Regions from separate parts of the Mus musculus genome. Here region 1 is linked to region 2. Evidence: chromatin contacts called from public promoter capture Hi-C data. All regions are on one chromosome and are shown on one strand. The core of a region is the stretch at or near the end of the contact, and the rest is flanking DNA. Distances in the headings are between cores, read along the strand shown.

Region 1 (3,603 bases), core at 631-3,130, 110 kb before region 2:
TTCTTTTTAGAAAGTCTATATAATCTCCAACCTAGGAAGCTTACTGTACACTCATCCCACCTATCTTGTTCAGAAGGATTACAGCCCTTCACCAGATTAACCAGAAAGAACAAAGAAAAGTTAGGATTAGTGATTAGTCACTACATTTCCATCTCAGAGGGGAAAGGGATTTTGGAAGAACACGGTGTATACAGTGACAGTGTTTAAGGATGATCCCTAAAACAGAGAGTGACCTGAAGGCTAGGAGTGGGTCTGCTGCCTTGGAAGTGGTCCCAGGAAAGCAGGTAGAAGGGCTTGAGGGAGGAAGCCTGAAGGAAAGACAGGCAACACAAAAATGAACAGTCAAGGTGGCAGCTCCCAGGCAAACAGTGCTGGATGCTACTGGACATTCCAAGTCATATGAAAGCTGTTTGTCCCCATGAGACAAAAAGGGAAATTGTTTGTCCTTCCATACATACCCAAGGCACCTGAAAGTTATAAAACCCTCAACATTTTTAGGTCACATTTGTGAGGATGTCAAGAGTCTATGGACACCCACAGTAAAGACTTTGGTTGTCCTTTTGTCAACAGAACTTTCAATGGGAGGGGAGTCTTTGATGGTGGGGAGCCCACCAGCTAGTTTATACTAATAAGACTGCCTCTGGGGAAGGAGGGAGGCTGGGGTTTAACTCACATGGTCAAACAATTCACTCCATGTGCCTCTATAATGAAGTCCCAATAAAACAATGCTTCGAGGAGCTCACACAGGCCTCCCTGGGGGCAGCACTGTTCACTATCTCACATTCATGTGCTAGCAGAAAAGGGTTGCTCCCTGAATTCTGGAACAGTGGACAATAGAAGCTGTGGCTGGCAGGCACCCTCTAGGGTCTTTCCTGTTCACTGCTGCATGTATGTCCTTTGCTGTAATAAAACTGTGATTTCAAGTAGAGTCTATCCTGAGTCTGTGCTTCATCCTCACAAGCTAGTAAACCAGCTAGTGGAGTGAAAGCTGCCGAATTATAACCACCCAGCAGGAAGTAAGGGTGGCTGGGGGACCCCACCCCGCTATAGCTGAGGACAAAAGTCATTGTGTCCTTCAAAATAAGAGTCTAAACTGTGCAAGGCAGCCCAGCTCAGAGTAGTGGGTGTCAGCCTTGCAGCTTCCACTGTATCAGCAGAGAAATCTCAGGAGGTCAAAAAGCCAGAGCAGGCTGAAGGAAGCACCACATTACAACTAAAGGAAGGGCTAAAACCTGTATAGACTTGCCTTATTGGTGGAGGAAGCAGTAAAGCAGGAAGAATCTACAGGGGTGGGCAGCGACTCAGTCAGTATTCCACAATGACAATAACAATAACAAGTTGATGTTTGGGTAAAAGCAAGGCCTTTGAGACAAAAATGTGACCCAGTTATCCAAAGAACTTCCTGGATCCTAGGTTGAACAACCAGTAGTGACAGCTACTCTATTTCTGGGATGTGAATGGAAACAAGCAGATTCTTCTGGACCTCAATCGGATCGTGGTGGGAATACTACAGGGCTGGACCCTAACACTCTTAAATTGTAGGCACTCTGGAGGTCTCAAAGTGTCAGCAGATTATCAGACGCCAGGTCAAGTGATTCAAATGGGGAAACTGCCTGGAAGAAAACACTTGGTCAGAGACTGATGGGTCTCTGCAGATATTAGAAGGGCCATCGACGGGGTCAAGGTACCTTCAAGAGCTCCATGAGGAAACAAGGCAGCAGAAAAACCCCACAGGAAGTCCACAGGACAGGACAGAGGCAGAGGGACTGAAGATACAGTAAGCTGCTGAGAGAACTGCGCTTGTGCCCAGCTCAGGGCACTTTTCATGGGGAGACTGCAGGAGGAGAGACTCTAGTAGAGAAGGAAGTAGGGTCAGATGACAGAGATTTCACAACTGTCCAAGGGAGAAAACTGGGCCTAGTCCTCTGCCCGTGCCTCTGTGTGTCCCAGGCCCTCCAGGCAGTCTACCCAGCAGACAAGAGCTCTCAAGGCTTCTGACATGCTTAGAATTTTCATGTAAGTCAAGGCTGTGTCTGATATATCACATCAGATTAAAAAGGGAAAATTCAAGTCCCTACCCACACAGGATTGGTATGCTACCTGAAGTTCTGGATTCCAATTCTGACTAAGTAGACCACTGATGTGGAAATTCAAGCAGAGCCTTAGCTGCCAATGCGAAACCCACAGAGCACAAGTGACTGTTCTCACTTTGCTAACACACGAAAAACGCCATGTCCTCTACTGTATACTCCCAAAAAGGTGACGCTGTTCGTGTGAATGAGACCCAAGCGGCCATGGGTGGGGTCCTCTGAGATCAAGAGCCAAACCAGGTGCTTTAAAATAGAGTATTTTAAATAAAATATTTTTCCTTAAGAATAAAATAGGGGGCTGGAGAAATGGCTCAATGGTTAAGAGCACCGGCTGTTCTTCCATAGGACCTGGGTTCAATTCCCAGCACCCACATGGAGGCTCACAACTGTCTGTAACTCTAGTTTTAAGGGATCTGACATCCTCATACAGACATATAAGTAGCCAAAACATCAATGCTAATAAAAAAATACATAAATCTTTAAAAAAATAAAAATAAAATAGAAGCTGTGTGTGGTGACACATGCCTTTAATCTCAGCACTCAAGAGACAGAGGCAGGTGGATCTCTGTTAGTTCGAGGTCAGCCTGGTCTACAAAGTGAGTACAGGACAGCCAGGGCTACACAGAGAAACTCTGTCTTGGAAAAAAAATAATAAATTAAATTTTATAGTAGGTCCTACTTTGTACTATTTTAATGCAGGTCTTTATCTAGGAAACCACCATCAGAATGACTACACTTACAAGAGAAAAGGCACACTGATACATGAGGAGTTTGTAGAGGAGCCATATATAGCTGGAGGACCATGAATTCCAGGCAAGCCTCACCTACATATCAAGAAGAGCACTTGCTTAGCATATGGAAGGGCCTAGGTTTGATCTCAGCCTTGCCCCTCACCCTGCAAGTAAGGGAAATATATGTATTATATTATATTATTTTATATGTATTATATCATGGAATATATCTTATGTATTATATTGTGATATATTGTATTATGCATATGTATAATGTATATATGTACTATATTATAAACAATTATATTTATCATATTAGCTACACTTGTAGAAAAAAGTATGTGTAAACAAAAGAAATAAATATGGTTGTGTGGGGGAGGTAAACTGAGAAATAAACCTGTTCTCTTTGTATCCCTTTCTCTTCTCTTTTCTTTTGAGAGATAAACTGCCACTCAGTAATTAAATGGATGGTGGTGGTGCACGCCTTAGTCCTAGCACTTGGGAGGCAAAGGCAGGTGTATTCCTGAGTTCAAGGCCAACCTAGTCTACAGATTTAGAGTTCCAGGACAGCCAGAGCTACACAAAAAGACCCTGTTTCAAACTGCCACCCTCCCACCAAAACTGAGCCCACAAATCAAAGAGAAAAATCCATGTCAGAACTAAAGAGCCATTTTATGTACTCTAGAGTTATCAGTTAGGAAATCAGAGAGTCTAGATTCTAGTCTAACAGGTAAGCCAGCATGGGGCTGACCTCCAGCACACTGGCAAAGCATTCTAGCCCC
Region 2 (3,547 bases), core at 613-3,112:
CTTGAGGTACAGACAAAGTACAAGACCAGCCAGGATCACATAGCAAGATTCTGTTCCAACACAAACACATACACACACACACACACACACACACACAGACAGGTTTAGTACCAGCTACATGCCATGTACTGTACAAAGAGTGGAAGCTGTAACTGCAAAGAATGTAACTGCCTGCTGTTAATCAGCATGCATCCACCTTCACACACAAGGTTAGAAAGCAGTAGTAATGCACAATACAGGAAGAGACAAAGCACTGGTGTGGTCATCTCATGGCACAGAGAAGCCTTCACAGAGGCTTCTTCCAGAAGGATGCGTATAAAAGGAGCATCGGCAGAGGCACAGGGACACAAGTAGAGTGATGGGCTAGAGTAACTTCCTATTGTTTCAGCGTGGACCCTAGAGGTAGTGCTGGGAAAGCCGGGAGCCAAAGCTGAGGATGAGCACAAAGAGCCTTTCATTCTCTGCGGAGAAGTGCAGACTCTTCCCCTTGCAGAGGTTTGAGAGCAGTAGTGACAGAGCGTCAAAACAGAAGATCTCTCTGCAGCTGTGTCAGGTAGGAGTGGAGTTGGTGACACGGGACAAGAGAGCAGATCAGACAGGAAGTAACGGCCTGAGGTTGAGCACGTCTCCGTTATTTGGGGGCTCCCTGTGGTTGGTTCTAGACTGCACTTGGTCAGACCCAGCCACCACGAGTTCTCTGAATAAAGCTAAACGTACAGAGTCTTATCCATCACTGTGTGTGGCTGTGGCTGTGGCTGTGGCTATGCAGTAATGGCTGAGCCGCTTTTGCTGCGGAATATGTGGCCTATAAAGGCTATTCAGAAAATGTTTGCTCATCAATATTCTAACCTTTAAGTCCACATCTTATTCATCCTGGAATATCCCACAGTTCACAGAAGGTGAACACTGAGCAGCATGTACATGTAGTCTTTACATTTTTTATTAAATTTATCCATTTATTTGGGGGTGGGGATGGGCAGTGGGCAGCAAGTGCCCTTAGTTGCTGAGTCATCTCCCAACCCATGTGTATTTTGTAAAGCAATAAGCCTACATGTGTATTATTTTTAAATCGTCCATTTAGTACCGTGTGGATGAGAAAGGGGGAAGTTTGCAGTGTACACACACGCCAGGGCACTTGTGTGGAGGGCAAAGGGCAACCCTGCTGAAGCTGGTTTTCTTCTGTCTTCCTGTGCGCTCAGGGAGTCTTAAGGTCTCCAGGCCTGCACATCAGTGTTAGTAAGGGGTCAGTGAGATGACTCAGTTGGTAAAGGTGCTTGCTGCCAAGCCTGACAACCAGAGTTCTACCCTAGGACTCACCTGGTAGGAAAGAAGTAATTCTTCCAAGTTGTCCCCTGACATCCACAGGCACATAGTGTCAGGCATGCTCCAACCCACACAGTCCGTGCATCTGCATCCACGCACATACACAACTCTCTCTCTCTCTCTCTCTCCCTCTCTCTCTCTCTCCCTCTCTCCCCATTTTTTGTTGTTGTTATCAGAAACAGTTTTTCTGTGTAGCCCTGGCTATCCTGGAACTCGCCCTGTAGACCAAGTTGGCCTCCAACTCTGAGAGATCTACCTGCCTCCCCCTCCCAAGTGCTGGAATTAGAGGCACGTGCTACTGCCACCCAGCATACTAATAATAAACTTAAATAAAATTTAAAAGTTGGTTTTAGAACTTTAAAACATTTACAGTAACCAGCAAGTCATTATGATATTCTGTTTTCAAGGTCCAAAAAAATGTTGGTTTTACTTCTATTTCCTTTTCAAAACAATTGGGCCAAAGCAAAGACTGAGCTAGGTCGACAAGAGGGGCCTTCCTGGTGGATGGCAGTCTTCGGTTTTTTGTAACAAGCAGGAAGCATAGTCATGAACTGCCTGGTGTTTGTGTCGTTGTACTTGAACCTGTGTTTGTTTAACTAAAACTCATGTGACATCTGGTTGTTTTTATGTTGAGAGGAATTCTGCTACAGGTAGAGAAGATTCATAACTCAGATTTCTTCCCTTAGCTGTGTTGGTGAACTTTAGTAAAATGACTTCTTTTCCAGAGACCTTTTAGCTGATTAAAGTCGTCCCCTGCTTAATTTCAGAGGAATGACGAGAGCCTGGAAAGGTCAGGTTTAGAAGGTCACGAAGCGTAAGGGTGACCACTGATATTTGCTGGTGTTGAAATACGAGCTTATGAGTTTGTGTCTCAGCTGGAAGGTGTCACTGTTTCTGTATTGATCAGCTGGCACAAATAAAAGGCAGAAAATAGCTTGTCAGCTCAACCAAATTGGGGAAAGGGTTTTTAAATGAGTAGAAGTTCAGAATTGTTGATTTTTTAAAAGTAAAATTGTATTGATGTTGATAAAATAGTAACTGTTAGCTAGGAAAAACTCAACATTTATTCTAATGAACAAGAAGTAATTTAGCACTATAATATTATTTATAGTTGGGTAACTTTAATAATTCCTGGAGTGCCTGAAAACAGCTTATTCTCCTCCCTCAACTCGTAGCCAATTTAATTCATTTATAACCTTCTGTGGTTGACTCAGGATCTTCTGTGCAGCCCTAACTATCTTCACTGTGTATTCCAGGCTAGCCTAGAACTCTCTCTCTTCTTCCTGTCTTCACCATGTAGTCCAGGCTGGCCTAGAACTCTCTCCTCCATATCTTCACCATGTAGCCCAGGCTGGCCTAGAACTCTCTTCTCCCTAACTGGCTTCACCATGTAGCCCAGGCTAGCCTAGAACTCCTCCCTAACTGTCTTCACCGTGTAGCCCAGGCTAGCCTAGAACTGTCTCCTCCTGCCCCAGCCTCCCAACTGCTGGGATTGCACATAATAAGCCACAATGTCTGACTTAAATTTTTAAAAAATATATATATAATTGACATATACAACAATTAGCCATATTTATAGGCTAGATTCTAATACATGTATGCAGTGTATAATGTGCAGATTAGACTAAATGGCATACTCATGCCCCGGGGGTGGGGACATTCGGCATCTCTGCACTAGCTGTTGCCAGCCTTGGTAAACATCCTCTGTGTACCTCCATACCCTCATACCCAAAGCCCCTCGTAACACATTCTCTTTATGTTTTTAGGCAAAGTTGTAGTAGACCAGGCTGGCCTCAAACTCTAGCGCCTCCTGCCTCAGTCTCCTTAGTGGCTCTATCCCTGGGGTCCTGCCTTTAGGAATAGCTGAGTCATGCATTCTGGGGCCCTGGTAGTGCATAAGAGAGGGTTCTTAGAAGAGCAAGCCCTCCAGCTTCCTGCTTGGAGATGGGAATGTTTCCTCCCACGCATGTCATTACTCCAGGGCCCTTGCCAGCGCCTACACCAGCTTGTTTAGGCTTTCAGCATCCTAAACTGAGACTGGTAATGTCTTTTCTTTATAAAGCCAGTCTGTGTCAGGTATTAAGGATTCAAGGATGCCAGACATACAGGAAAAATGAGAAAAGCTCTAACAGCTCCCCCCCTCTCTAGAGTCAACCAGTATTTGGGATATACCCTTGTCGCTTGATTTCTCCGAATTTATATGTATATGCGCACATAATTTATC

Evidence for each region. Capture Hi-C pulls out chosen DNA fragments and counts their contacts.
Region 1: a promoter capture Hi-C map of liver shows a contact between it and region 2. The contact joins two enhancer-like sites. A contact is called at or near these places in 3 of 9 other capture datasets (adipose tissue, liver and pancreatic islet).

Annotation. Positions count from the first base shown.
Region 1 is chr11:103,977,843-103,981,445 of GRCm38.p6, reverse strand. The region is part of intron 3 of Arf2 (ADP-ribosylation factor 2); the gene reads right to left. Among named protein-coding and RNA genes, the nearest start is that of Arf2, 13 kb to the right of the region's middle. Within about 2 kb of position 1,880, at least 53 of the 459 cell types and tissues checked have an H3K27ac peak or open chromatin away from gene starts, as enhancers often do. A contact at or near this core is called in liver, where this site is marked.
Region 2 is chr11:103,866,521-103,870,067 of GRCm38.p6, reverse strand. All of the region lies in intron 12 of Nsf (N-ethylmaleimide sensitive fusion protein), which reads left to right. Among named protein-coding and RNA genes, the nearest start is that of Gm35311, 9.4 kb to the right of the region's middle. Within about 2 kb of position 1,862, at least 14 of the 459 cell types and tissues checked have an H3K27ac peak or open chromatin away from gene starts, as enhancers often do. A contact at or near this core is called in liver, where this site is marked.